3 separate regions of the Sus scrofa genome follow, and all the other regions are linked to region 3. Evidence: chromatin contacts called from public Hi-C and promoter capture Hi-C data. All regions are on one chromosome and are shown on one strand. Each heading gives the region's core, a stretch centred on a gene start, on an enhancer-like site or on the middle of the called end of the contact. The rest is flanking DNA. Distances are from core to core; before and after follow the strand shown. Region 1 holds the start of SLC26A8 (testis anion transporter 1). Region 2 holds the start of SRPK1 (SRSF protein kinase 1). Region 3 holds the start of BRPF3 (bromodomain and PHD finger-containing protein 3).

The links. Promoter capture Hi-C pulls out the DNA fragments that hold promoters and counts their contacts. Hi-C and Micro-C count contacts between places; a contact is called where the count stands out from the background.
Region 1: a contact with region 3 is called in a Hi-C map of skeletal muscle, with 12 times the contacts expected there. The contact joins the promoter of SLC26A8 here to the promoter of BRPF3 in region 3. A contact is called at or near these places in 1 of 5 promoter capture datasets (liver), 18 of 47 Hi-C or Micro-C datasets (alveolar macrophages, blood, embryonic fibroblasts and 11 more) and 2 of 2 datasets of contacts at active chromatin or transcription factors (alveolar macrophages and skeletal muscle).
Region 2: a promoter capture Hi-C map of fetal liver shows a contact between it and region 3, with 2.5 times the contacts expected there. The contact joins the promoter of SRPK1 here to the promoter of BRPF3 in region 3. A contact is called at or near these places in 2 of 5 promoter capture datasets (fetal liver and liver), 2 of 47 Hi-C or Micro-C datasets (heart right ventricle and liver) and 1 of 2 datasets of contacts at active chromatin or transcription factors (alveolar macrophages).

What each region holds. Positions count from the first base shown.
Region 1 is chr7:31,789,268-31,793,635 of Sscrofa11.1, forward strand. It overlaps SLC26A8 (testis anion transporter 1), which reads right to left and starts at 2,353. Exons shown (of 21, transcript XM_003356617.4): 1 at 1,914-2,353. The coding sequence starts at 2,336. It overlaps MAPK14 (mitogen-activated protein kinase 14), which reads left to right and starts at 2,131. Exons shown (of 12, transcript XM_003356615.4): 1 at 2,131-2,894. The coding sequence starts at 2,779.
Region 2 is chr7:31,698,371-31,703,039 of Sscrofa11.1, forward strand. SRPK1 (SRSF protein kinase 1) reads right to left here and starts at 2,935. Exons shown (of 16, transcript NM_001144113.1): 1 at 2,595-2,935; 2 at 2,006-2,066. The coding sequence starts at 2,607.
Region 3 is chr7:31,923,108-31,927,975 of Sscrofa11.1, forward strand. BRPF3 (bromodomain and PHD finger-containing protein 3) reads left to right here and starts at 3,206. Exons shown (of 13, transcript XM_021098638.1): 1 at 3,206-3,437. LOC110261741 (atherin-like) reads right to left here. Exons shown (of 5, transcript XM_021100034.1): 2 at 3,999-4,057; 3 at 3,552-3,848; 4 at 2,038-3,490. The coding sequence ends at 2,849.

The DNA.
Region 1 (4,368 bases), core at 1,103-3,602, 130 kb before region 3:
CATAACGGCAAGGATTTTTCTCTCTTTCATTGACTGTTGTATTATTAGTGCACAAAGCAATGAGGTAGATAAAGTGCTCAATAAATTTGTGTTGAATAATTGACTGGTTGCCCTGCTGTTAACTGTAAGCTCCATGTAGGCAACTGTCTGCTTTTTAAGTACCTTTCCAGGAGTTCCAGCTGTGGCTCAGCAGAAACAAATCTAGTATCCATGAGGATGTGGGTTCCAACCCTGGCCTCACTCAGTGGGTTGGGGATCTGGCGGTGCCATGAGCTGTTGTGTAGGATGACAGCTGTAGCTCGATTCCACCCCCTAGCCTGGGAACATTCATATGCCATGGGTGCGGCCCTAAAAAAAAAAAAAAAAAAAAAAAAAGGCTTCAATAAATAAATACCTTTCCAACGGAAGTGCCTGGTACCCAGTAGGCACTCAAAATGTATTTGCTGAATGACTGAATTTCTTAACTTTACTCTCTTGGTCACTCTCATCATTCCAATTTGTTGAATAAATATACGAGTTTCTCAGATTTCCCGCTGTGGCACAACAGGATGGGTGGTGTCTCTGGAGAACCAGGACGCAGGTTCCATCCCCAGTGGCACAGTGGGTTAAAGGATCTCGTTTTGCTGCAGCTGCGGTGTAAGTCACAACTGCAGCTGGATCTGGTCAGGGAACTCCATATGTTCCAGGGCAGCCAAAAAGAAAAAAAAAAAAAAAAGTTTGAGACCTGATTAAAACAAAAATAAGGTAGATGGAAGTTGTCAGGAGGGTATATATGAAAGTTCTTGTAAATGCTTGACTCTAGAAATACAACAATAAAAATGTCAAACAGAGACAGTATAATATATAAACATGAGTTTCTTAAAAGGCCAACTTCCCCCACGTTTCCTCCCTTGTACCCATGCACGCATCACCTTGGTTCCCCACTCCCACCCTTCATTTCTTTACAGTTGCATTTTTGCTCTCATTTCCTCCTTCAACTCGCATTACTTCTTAGAAAGCTTGGAACATTTTTAAGCAACATGTCTTCACAGGCAAGAGAACCTGAGCCAAACCATGTTGAATCCAAAGAAAGCTTTCTACAAATCACTCATGACCCTGGTTTTGGGCTTAGTTTTATTTTTCCTTGAGGAGAACTGAGGATCCTGCTCTGCTTCTTAAATTGAGACCATGTCATTATTCATAATTTATTCAACAAATATTTATGGGGGAACTTTTACGTTCTAGGCACTGTGCTAAATGTTGGGGCAAGACAGACAAAGTCTGAGCACTCCAAGGATGCATATAACACAAAAGAGAATAATCATGGTTAGTGGCTTGAACCCAGTTATTTCTAAAAAGAAATGACTAAGAATAGATAGGGTCCAATTCTCCTGCTTATTGTAACAAGGTTTAGCATAGGAATAGGCCAACAGTAGGGGAAGTTATGGGATTATAATCCTCTGCCCATTCACATTTATTATTGTGTTTAGCTTTAAGTAGGGAATGTAGGGCAGGAATTCTCTTTTGCATAAACTGGAACCAAAGTCTAGGAAAGGTCAATTGACTTGCCTAACCGGACACTGCCAGAAGACCACTCTGCACTGTTCTTACTCTGAGAGGCACGATTTAAATGTTTACAATCCTCTTCCCTGGAAAACTCTTCAAGGTAAGAGTCAGTTTCAAACCTTCAGAGTAATGGTGTTAAAAATTCTTTTCAAACGGAGATACCAGGGACTTATCTGAATTACTTGGGGCATATTGTAAAAAGGCACATTCCTGGTGCCCATCGCGGACCTATCCAATTAAACTCGTTGTGGATCCATAGACTCTTCATTTTTAAACTCCCAAGGTGATTCCTCCGCACATAGAAAGTTGAGAACTACTAGTAGAGTTTGGGTGGAAAACCTCAAACTTAATGCAGGGCTAATATTTACCTTTGGGGCAGATTTCGTCAGAATTCCGAAGAGTAAGCCATATGTCCTTGAGCAGATGAGACTGCAACGGCTTTCTGGCCAGAACCTCTTTTTTATGCAATATTTCTTGGAAATTGGAGGTTCCGCTAAGCGGGTGCTCGGCTGCTGTGGTAGTTCAAAGATCCTTTGGCTCTTTCCCGACACCCTATTAGTCACTGTCGCTTTCCACCGGGGAACTAGGCATTTGCCCCGCCGACCACGGTGGGGCGCACGCGGCAAATGTTCGCCGCTTGACCACCTCTTGCCTGGGTCCGCCTTCGCGCCCTCAAGAAGAGCAGTTCCCGGGAGTTCCTGCCTCTGGTGACCAGCTGTTGCTCTCTTCTCGCGAGAATTGCTCCTCCCGTCCTCTCCCCTCAGCAACCCCCGCCCACAGGCAGGTTCCATATTGGGTAAAATCTCGGCTCGCGGAGAGTCCCGGGAGCTGTTCTCGCGAGAGTAAGGCAGGAGGCTTCTGTTCGCTGGCTCTGGAACGGCGACCACTGGAACCTCTGCGGGCGCTGCAGCTGGAGCGGTAGTCCCGCGGCGCAAACCGGAGTCGGCCTGGACTGAAGCGGGTGCAGGGAGAGTGTGGTGGGCGCAGCTTTGAGCCCTGGAGCGCGCCCCTGCCCATAGCAGGGCTCGCCCCAGTCGCCGAGGCGCGTCCAGCTGCTGCGGCTGACAGGGGCCGCGCGCGCGGGAGTTGTCAGGGTCGCGGCAGCCGCACCTGCGCGGGTGGCCAGCTCTAGGTCCCCGCAGGGTCCGGCGGACGCCGAGGTCCGAGGAGCGGGTGCGGGCGCAGGCGGGGCCCCGCAGGGCCACCTCCTCGCCCCGCGGCCGCCGCTGGAAGATGTCTCAGGAGAGGCCCACGTTCTACCGGCAGGAGCTGAACAAGACAATCTGGGAGGTACCCGAGCGTTACCAGAACCTGTCCCCGGTGGGCTCCGGCGCCTATGGCTCCGTGTGGTAAGTGTCACTGGGCCTGGGGCCTTGGTGGGCTGGGTAGCCCTTCATGCCCCAGAGCCAGGCCTGCCCCCACGGCTCAGCAATGCACCAAGCGGCAGGAATTTTCCCTGGGGGGAAGCCATCCCTGCCCCTTTGATCCCTGTCCTGGACTCCCTGTACCCTTGGGACCCCTCACTCAGCACACCCGCGTAGGTAGTCAGCTGTGTGTAGGACGAGGTCCGCAGTGAGTACCCGGTGGTGTTGGGAGCCCGGCGCTGGCTCGCACCCTGCGCGTTCCCTTGTCGGGGGTGGGGTGGGGTGGTTGCTGCTCTGGGGGCAGGAACAGGGGGGCCCTCTTTGGCGGTCTCCCTGCTGTCATCGAACAGAGGGGCTCTCCCGAGGGGCGCCCACTGTGGGCGCCGTAGCTTGCCCTTGGATCAGACAAGCCCGGGAGCTGCCGGGAGGAACAGAAGGGCAAAGCTCGCCAGGGAGACTGCGGTCATCTGAACAAAACTGAGGACGAAGGACGTACCGTCCCGGCTTTTTTTGCAAACCTTTGTCGAAATCCCATTTGGAGAAGCGTTCTTTTTGAATTCGCACTTGAATTAGCAGCTATCCACAGAGCTTAAAATACCGACTTTATCGCGGTGAGCACGGTGCCAACTTGAGTGGTGTGTTTCCGATTCAGTTGAAAGCGTATTTCCTTTTCGCAGAGTTGGGGGTGGGTGGTAGTGCCTGCAAACACCCTGCAGCTTGAGAAGCTGGCGGCTTCACTGATTAGTCACATACCACTGCTCATTTAAGTATTGTTGGACAAAACAATTTTCGCCTTTGGAGCAAGTGAGATTCAGATCCGTTGGACGCCCTTAAGATCAAAAAGTTACTAACAATATTGGGAGGTATTTTAAATATTTTTAAATTGTGATAATTCTTGTGAAATACTGGGCTTTTTAAGTCCCTTAGAGAGTTTGCAGGGAACTTATCTACACTTACAGCCTGAGGTACACCACGGTTTTCATAAGGATATGGAATGTATCGCAAAAGAAGGAAGAGACACTTTTCAGCCTTAATTCATGCTGTGAATGTGTTTTAAACTAAATGGTACCATAACATTTCCGGACCTGAACTATTTCGCTAACTTTTCTAACTTCCCAGGTCTTATACACTATATTTTAGATTTACTGCAATGTAAGAACTCCTGACCATAAGCTAATTCATGTGATTCCTGTGCATGTATCATTTGAAAAGAGGTCTACAAGATTATTTTTATTATTTTTTGTTTTGGCACAAATTCCAGGCTTTTAGACTCGTTAATCTTTAAATATAATTCCTGTGTTTCTTAAAGTCCCAGCATGAATTTCCTGTTTGGTAGAATCTTCTGGGTAATTGAGATTGTGCAATTGTGTCCAGCAACAGATCATATTGCGTTTTCTAGTTCAGGCTGCTTGAGTTATGTTGCTGATGGCACTATGCCTGACATCTTTTTTCCATTTTT
Region 2 (4,669 bases), core at 1,685-4,184, 230 kb before region 3:
GAAGTCAGGAGTGCAGTCAGGAGTCATGGAATAGAATCAAGTTACCTGAGCCAGGCAGGGCTTGAACTTCTGACATAGTACTCTCTAACCAAGTTAATTAATTAGACATTTCAGCTGCTTAATAGGAAGCTGGAGAAACAAACAAAAGGTAAAATGATCAAGAAACACTATTAATTGAAGAAAAAAAGCACTTCTGAAACTACAAGTAAATGGGGATGACTCAAGGAGTCAAAGTTGTACAAAATGAAATATTCAGTAAAATAACTGCTAATTAACTATACTATTCACTCGCTTTTGCGCAAGTACATAAATAATTAAGAACACAAGTAACTCTTAGTTATCCGCAGTAGTGAAATGGAGGAATAACAGATAATCCAAAGGACATATATTCAGCTTTAGAAATAAAGTATATGGTCTAAATAGATAATCCAAAGTAATAAATATCTGGTGTTAAAAATAAAGTATATGATCACCCATACATATTTATTTCCTCTGGAGAGAGATCAGACAGATGAATTCTAAATGATACAGTGAACAATAAAAATCACCAGCTCCTTACATCAGCAGTAAACCTATTGTTTTATAACACATTCATATCAACTCCACAGGGAAGAAGGTAACCACATGCCCTGCCAGTGGGGTGCACACACATGCACAGAGTAACATTTAAATTCCAATGCATAGAAGAATGAGGTTAGCTCCTCGCTGTTTCATTAAACCAATCTGAGAGTAAAAACTGGTTTTTGAATCATCCATACCTGGATAATCAAGAAGCAAATAAGTACACAAACATATATAGATAAACTCACATTTAAATGCATTAAAGTTACCAAGCACTTTACAAAGTAAGTTTAATAAGACACTGCATAGAAATGAAGCAAGAGGTGAGGTCACCTACCAGTTTAGCTCTATTTATGTCATTTTTGCTCTCTGGAAACATTAGGTAGCCACCAAAAACAACACACACACACACACACACACACAACACACACACACACACACACACACCCATTTGGCATTGCCATTCAGAAAGGAAATCCAGGAAAGCCTGTGAAATAAATTTTATTGCTCAGAAAGACTTAGATGGTGTACTCCATGTAAATCCAAATAAATGGAATGAAAAGCTATCAGGAAAAAAATGCATATTTTTCTAGAAGACAATTTCCAAAACCCTCTGCAATTAAACGTGAGTACAACATAAAAGTTCTTCAGACTAAGAAGAATTGCAGAAGCCCTCTACTGGGCGTTTCTAAGAAGCTCTGGCCAACTTTTGTGTTTCCCACAATAGCACTAAACCACGATTATGCATCCTGCTGATAAAAACGGACATACACCAAACCGTAATCACCAACAGCGCTGACTAAAGAACCTCCCTGGCACCTCTGTGATGCCCACTACAGAAGGTATGTGCATTCAGGGCGAGGACTTGAGGTTCAGGAAGAAGAGACCCAGTGGTCTGCCTGCACTCGGCAAGGAAAGCGATGCGCCTGGCAGGCTCAGCAAGTTGCCTGACCCGAGGGGAAGCTCCATGCCCTCTCCTATAAAAAGCAGACCAAATTACGGAACATTCATTCACGAATTCCCTGACTGCCTAACCTCAGATGTAGCAGGCAAGTGAAGACGCTGGGAAGCAGGTGTGGAAAAGGGAGCAGAGTTCACAAGCTGATAATGATCTACCACCTCCGTGGGGAGGCCCAAATTCGGGGATCTTGGGCCTCCTCTCTGGCGTTGGGAAGGTAAATGGACAGGTCGGGCTCTGGTCCTCCCCCAAAAGCCCTTTCCTGCAGGCGTGGGGCTGCTCAGACCCAGACCTGGCCTTCAGCAACAGAAGCTCCGTTCCACATGGTTGGGGGGGGGGGCGACCCTCCTTCAGCCGCCTCGAGGCCATGTGGCTGGGGCCGCAGGGTCCCCACACCCGCTGCATGTTCAAGGCGTGAAACCGGAGGAGAAGAGGTGCCGGAGGGGGGGGGACCCAAAGAATGGGACGTTGGGGTTCGAGACTCACTTCCTTTGGGCTTTGTCCTTCTTGGCCTTGGTCCTTTTCTTTCGGGCCTGGAGCGCAAGCACTGCAGGAGAGAGGGATGGATGAAGGGCGAGTGGGGAGGAAAGGAGGCGGCCAAGGTAAGGGTGGAGACCCAGCTGGGGCTCGAGGCCCGGATGCGGGGCCTGCCTGAGGATCAGCTCCGGGGCGAGTGCCGCGAAGTCGGCCGGGCGGCCGCTCAGGGGGCTGGGGGCCCACCCCGCGCAGAGAAGCGTCCAGGCGAGGCGCGCCCGAGGGGGCTCGGGCCGTGTCAAGGGGCTGGCTGGCGGGGGTCGGCCTCGGTCGCCGAGGGCCGGGCCCTGGAGTGGCCGCGAGGCGTGGGCCGGCGGGGCAAGGAACAAGGGGCGATGCCTGCCGGCGCGGAAGGACGCCCGGGCTGAGGGGCGCGGACCCGCAGCCCAAAGGCGGGGGTTGCGGGGCGGCGCCACCTCGGCGGAGGACCGCCGCACACCCGGGGACCGGACGGCGGCGGTTAGGCCAAATTCCCGGCGTTGACCCGGGCCTCGCCCCGGCGGCCGCTGCCCCTCGTGGCGGAGGCCGCTCCACCGCTCACCTTTCCGCTCCATGGCGAGACCGGTAACCGCCAGGCGCCTGCGCACTGGAGTGGCGGTGACTCCCGCTCCCGCCGCGGCCCCAAACCAAGCCCGCGCACACCCCGCCCCCCAGTTCCCGCCCCGCCCCCGCCCACGACGGCGCGCGCCTGCGCGTTGAGCGCGGAGCCTACCACCTGCTCCCGAGACGGGGGGGGGGGCGTAGAGAATAGGGGAGGAAGGGGAGGAAAGAACGCCTCGGGTGAATGTTCCCGGGGTGTTTGAGAACCAAACTTGGAAGCTTGGGAAGATCAGCTTTGTTCTATTTTCGAGCGGTTGCTTCTGAGGAATGGCGAAGAGCGTGGCCATTGAGGGTTCCCTGCGTGCTGAGTCAGAGCTCCGCAGCCAACTGTAAACTGCCTCCGTTTCCTGGTCTGTAAAATGGAATAGTCCCAGGTGTGTCCTAGTTAGTCCAGAGAGTTCTTCTGAGGGCCAAATGAGATACTATATTAAGAAAATGGGTGTATATGTACATGTATGGCTGATTCACTTTGCTGTACACCTGAAACTAACACAGCATTGTAAGTCGCCTATACACCAATAAAATTTATTAAAAAAATTTTTTTGGAGTTCCCGAGGTGGCTCAGTGGTTAAGGAATCCGCCTAGGAACCATGAGCTTTCGGTTAGATCCATGACCTTGCTCAGTGGGTTAAGGATCCGGCGTTGCCCTGAACTGTGGTGTAGGTCGCAGATGCGGCTGGGATCTGGCGTTGCTGTGGCTGTGGCGTAGGCTGGCGGCTACAGTTCCTATCCCTAGCCTGGGAACCTCCATATGCCGTGGGTGTGGCCCTAGAAAAGACGGGAAAAAAAATGGGAGAAAGAAAAGGAAGTGGGAGCAACACACAAAAAAAGACTGGAAGGAACCTGTGATGTTATCGTATCAAAAAAAAAAAAGTCGAAAAGTGAGTTTTCTTTTAAAATTTCAGGTTTAAATGAAGGTATTAAAGGAAGCGGGAGAATAAAAACTTATAGTGTTTTCTTAATTTAGCACTTCATCATCTTTCCACAGATAAATGCACTTGTCTTTTTTTAAAGAATATTTTTATACTTTTCTAAGTGCATTATCTTTGATAATACATTTGATGTTCATGACAGCTTAAAGGCAAGATAGTTATTACTTCCACTGTAGAAACAAAAACTTGGAGGCGATATGTACTCAGAATTTTGGTGTCCTGAAGCATTGATTGAATTATCAAATCCTTGTTGTAAAGTAGTATTAACAAAGTTTTTCTGTAAGGGGCCATATAGTAAATATTAAAGCTTGTGGGTCGTAAAGTTTCTTAGCAATTCAGCTCTGCAAGTGGAACTCAGAAGCTGTCAGTGTTCTCCGAATACCTTATTTATTATCCTTGAAATTTGAATTTCATGTAATTTTCATGAATCATCAACTATTCTTCTGTTGATCTTTTTTTTTTTTTTTTTTTTTTGCATTTCTTGAGCCGCTCCCGCGGCATATGGAGGTTCCCAGGCTAGGGGTCAAACAGGAGCTGTAGCCACCAGCCTATGCCAGAGCCACAGCAACGCAGGATCTGAGCCGCGTCTGCAACCTACACCACAGCTCATGGCAACGCCGGATCGTTAATCCACTGAGCAAGGGCAGGGACCGAACCCGCAACCTCATGGTTCCTAGTCGGATTCGTTAACCACTGCGCCACGACGGGAACTCCTCTTCTGTTGATCTTTTTTCCTCTATTTCAACCATCCTTGGCTCAGGCCTTAGTTTGCCAACCCCTTTGTAAAGCTCAGCAGACCTTTGCCCTTAAAGACTCTAGTGGGGAAGACAAACAAGTAATTAATTGAGAAAGGAAGATGAAAGTACAATAGTGTCTCGTAAGTCAAGCATGGGGTCTTGGGTGGGATTTTATTGCCCTAAGCAGATCATTACACCCACCAGGGAGGAGGCATCTTTAGAGTTGGATCTTGGGAAATGCGTAGGATTTCCAAAGGTGGAGAAGTTGTCAGGCATTCCTGAATGAGAAAATCAATTGAGCAAAAAGGCACAGGTTTAGAAACTTATAGGCGGGGGCTGGGGCTGGT
Region 3 (4,868 bases), core at 1,956-4,455:
CCATACAGACCAGCTATGATAATTTCCTTATTGTTTCCTATATATTGTCCCTTTGCCTGGGCTGCTAGGTCATCAACCTAATAATGTCATTCTACACTCTTTTTACCAATTCACGTCCATCACTATTTAGAACCAGGCTAAAAGAAACCTCCTATCCTCCATTTGGGTGGCTCTATACTATTCACTGCCTTACCTAATTTCTCCTATGTATGTTTTCTAGTTCTTTTTGCTTGCTTCTTGAATAAATGCTATTCAAGGCAAGGGAAAACATATTCTATGTTTAATATGTTCAATGTGCTTTTCTAGGTTAAGATTTTGTCATTATTTTCGAAGCAACTTGTACAGGGTTGGACACAGTAGCTGTTCAATAAGTGTCTGCTATAGGAATGAGTTAAATTTAGAGGGTGTGGTATTCAATTTAAAGTCTGTTAGCATAGCTATTTTTTTCCTTTTTCTATGAAAACTATATTCTTAAAAGCATTTCCATTTTAGCAAGAAAATATCACAGTGATTCTAAACTCCAATATTCTTTGTACTTATGGTTTTAGAATTCTTTTAGCCAAGGTCTAAGGTAGGAATAGTCTATTAAAAATAATTTAACAATCAATCAAAGCCTATTTTCTTTTCATCACACTTATGTTATTAATCCAGTGGGTACTACATCTGATCTTTCAGAGGTTTCTTGCCTTTGCTAAACCAATGATAATAGTAAGTCACTGACAAAGTTATTCTGAGATGCTGGGAAAAAAAATCGAGAGGGAAAGTTGTATACATGCTTCCTCTTCTGGGTCTAAATGGTAAAACAGTCTCCTACTCCAAATTAAGTCAGTCTCCACTTAGAAATAGAGGATTTTTAAAAACTACTTTTTGGAATCAAAAGTCTATGCCTCTGTTTGTTGAACTTAATTTAATGATAAGGCCAAGGGCTGGTAATTTAAACTCTAAAATAGCTAAAAGATTAAAGGGAATTAAATTTAGTGCCTCTGGGACTCTTGATAGCTATGTTCGAAATTTGTTTTTAATGATATAATTGTCCCACCTTACATTTAAGATTACATCATAGTAAATTGGTTATGCATGCAGTTACACTAACAGAAACCAATTCCAAATGCCAAAAATAAAAGTGAGGACAACTGTAATGTTGCCACTAAGAAAGTAGAAGTTGAAAATAGAAAATACTTAGGCTGAATAAGGTCTTCTATTAAAGTTCTGAATAGAAAAACTTGGAAATCATATGTATCAGGTTAACAATGCATTTTCATTCACCTTTAAATCATTATTTTACTTACTGTTACAAGTGGAAACCAATACATTTTTTCAAAGTATTTATTCATCAATTTTAGTGGAAAAAGATAGCTCCCAATCACACAAATGGGAATTGTACTAAATAAATTTTGAGACCATCCATCAAGAAATAAAAGTTACTAGTCATATGTAGAAATGGTTCTATTTCACATTTTAAAAGAAGAAATGAAATTCAGTGTTCTTCTTTCCATTAGTCTTCTTTTTCCTTTTCCCTTAACTAAGAGCAACTGTAATAGTCTATTGCCCCTGGGGCTTTCCCTTCCACAATTAATCATCTTTTCTTCCACACCTTCCCTCCAAATGATTATTCCTCCTAGCCCTAAAACACTTGACGGTTAGTTCATACTATTTCATCTTCACAGTTTTCAAACACCGCCCTGCCCTTACTTAGATCCACAAGCCACTACCTTTTTCTTTTCTTTTTTTTTCACTCCCTTTTTAAAACAAAATTGGTTAATGAAGTATTTTTGCTATCAATTTGCCAAAAGGTGCTACGGTATAATCAGGAAAACATCTTTGTAATACAAATTAGCTTCCTTACTTTTATCAAACTTTCAAACCCCAAACACAGTATGTTTAAATTCCTTAGGATCATAAACATCTATACCTCAAAAGTTCGTTCAGTTTAAACATTTGGAAGACTTGAATCCTAAGCTTTTATCCTTCTTGCTCTGACTCTACAATCTATGTTCTTGATTGTCAGAACCAAGAGAAAAATTGTGAAAGTCTTACCAAGCTGTACTAGGAGCGCGGACAGCGGAAACGCTTTCAATATGTCATTCATCTTCACTTTTAAGGCAGTCTGTCCATACATACTTTCTGAACATCGTTAAATATTGGTGCTTAAGACTTCAGTCATGTGAGGTAAACGTTCCAATTCATAGGCAAAGTGGGTGGTGGTGGCAAAGGAGCGCTTTTCTAAAATTTACCAAAGTAAAAGCCAAGCTGATTGTATCTGAAAGTCTGAAGCTGCCATTTGTCAAATATCAATTAGAAAGCCGCTTTTGCGTTAACCGATTCCTAGCCAAATCAGTCTTAAGGAGAGACTGTTTCCCTTGTCTACAAACGAGGTGCCAGACGTCCTTAAGCAGACCGTCAAACTTTTACGTTTTTTTCTTTTTAAACACAGGAGGGAGACGATGGGACACTGAGAAACATCAGGTCTGTTTCTTAAGAAGGATGTCTCTGGGGGAAGCAGGCGCTCACCTGTACCCAACAGTGGCAGGTCTTCCCCGGCTGTCTTCCCTGGGGGAGGGTACGGACATCGATAGACCTTTGTCCTCCCGACTGCAGCAAGGGGGTTGGGGGAGGGGCGCGACTTTCTGGGAGTAGTACAGGCACCTGCACCCCGAGACGCAGACCGGTTTTGACATCAATGTCTGCCCTGGCTTAACCTTTGGAGGGACCCTCAAGCCCAGGGAGGGGTTTGTTGCCCTAAACCTTGGCTGCCTCTCCCGCAGGGCTGGGGGAGGGGACGGCTGATCACTCTAAAGAGTTAGGGACCCCGGTCTTTCCCAATAGGACCTGAACGTCCTCCAGCTCTCTAGCCCGGCTTGCCCCGCGGCGAGCTGGGCCGGGGTAAGCCGGGGCAGATCCTTCTTTGCTCCGCGCCCCTACCGCGTCCGCACCGCCACCGTGAGGCCGAGCAGGGGACAGTGCCCTGTGGCGGCAGCGGCTCCGCGCTCCTCTCCGCGCAGCCCCGGCTGCCGCCGCGCCGGGCACGGGCGGGGGGATTTTTTCCCCCCGTTTCCCCCCCTCTTTCGCGCTCTCGCTCCTGTTCAGCGGGAGAGCCCGCGGAGCCAGGGAGGGAGCGAGGGAAGGGGTGGAGGTGGCGGGGGGGTGGGGGAGGCCGGAGGGGCGGATCCTGCCTGGGGGCTGATCCCTCCCTCCCCTCGGCCGGGCTCCGTGGCGGCAGCGGCGGCGACGGCGGCTTCATTCCCCCTCCTCCCCCGGGAGCGGCGGCGGCGGCTGGGCTGGGGCCCCAGCGCGGGCCGGGAGGGGGCACGTCAGTGGCCGCCGAGGCTAGCGCGGGAGGAGGCCGCGCTTCGCTCCCCCGGCCGAACCGACTGCTCGACTGCCGGCCCGCCCGCGCCCAGGGGCCCCCGAACGGTGGGGCCGGGCCAGCGGCTGAGGTAATGGGGGCGGCAGCGGGACCAGACGGAGCGGGGGCCGAGGGCAGAGGGGCCTACGGGGACCGGGGACTGCGCAGGGTGGGGGAGGGAAGCGAGGGGCTTCCCGAGCTGGGCGGGGGCGGTGCGAAAGCTGTTTCCTAGAGCCAAGGCGGCGGCGGGGAAGGAGAAGGCGAGCGAGGGGGGGAGCTGAAAAGCAAGGACCCCCTCCCGCAGCCGCCATCTTGTTTTCCCCCCGGCCCTGGAAGCTGAGCCACCGAGCCCCGCCCCCACCACGCTCTCCAATTGGTCGAGCCAGAGGGGAGTTCCACCCTCTGAGCGTCCCTTGGCGCCCCGGTTTCTCCTGACGGGCAGGTGAGGCGGCCAATGGGTGCTCGCTTCTGTGCCCCGCTCGTTCTCAGGGGCTCGCTTTCTCTGTGTGAGGGTCGGACTCCGCGTCAGTCTGTCGCTGGCGCGCTCGCCCCCTCCTCGATGTTATTTCCCTCCTTTCTCCTCAGAAGGGTCGAGATTTTTCTGGAAGAGGTGCTTCTTTAAAAGGGCAGGAGCCTTGGGAGGGGTCCTCACTTGTCTCCTGAATATCTCGTGTAGGGTGCAGTGGGGGACGATAATAATTCTTTCCGGACCTGGGTGGGGTGGGCGAGTGGGGGGCTCAGGGGATGCGGAGAAGACCTCCGGTGGTGTGGGAAATTTTTGGAGTTGTGTATGTGGGAAGGGCTGCGTGGGATTAGAAACTCCCGCCAAAAAACTAGATTGTAAGCTCTTTGCGGGCGAAACTCATCTCATTTTCCTCAGCAGCAGCCCTTCCCCCTCTAGAGTTTGCCCCTCAGAGACTTGAATGGGACAGCAGAGGTCTCTGTAGGTACTTGATGCTTGCCTGAGAGATGGCTGAACTGCCTGGGAGGCAGCCGGGAGGGAGGGAGAACACACAGTGGCTTTAACAAAGGAGGGGGCACGTCGCCTCCCTCAACTACTGAGGTAGCTTTTCACAGCTCTGCAAGGGTCTCCGTGCCCTTGAAGGGGTGGGGGCAGGTCTCTTGGCCCGGACTGCCCCTATGGAGTTTGCATTTATGAGGCGCGTAGTGGCCAAGGGTCCCTGGAACCTGTTCAGAATTGCCGTGATGATTCTCTTTCCTTTGGTTATGAATAGGATTGTGCCCGCCTGCCACTGTGCCTCAGCCAAATTGGTTGTTGGTAGTCTCACTTTGGGATTGGAAGGCCTTTTAAGTAAGGATGTTAATAATAGCTCATTAACAAATAGGAACGCTTAAAGACAGATTTCATTAATTTCATTTTACTGATTAGAGTATGGGGGCACCGGAGATCGAGTGACTTTCTCCAGTTACCCAGGGCCAAGATTAGAACCTAGATTGCCCCCAGGCTTCTTTTTGTACCAGACCATGGCATCTCTGTGGTGTTTTTACATCTTGGTGAGAT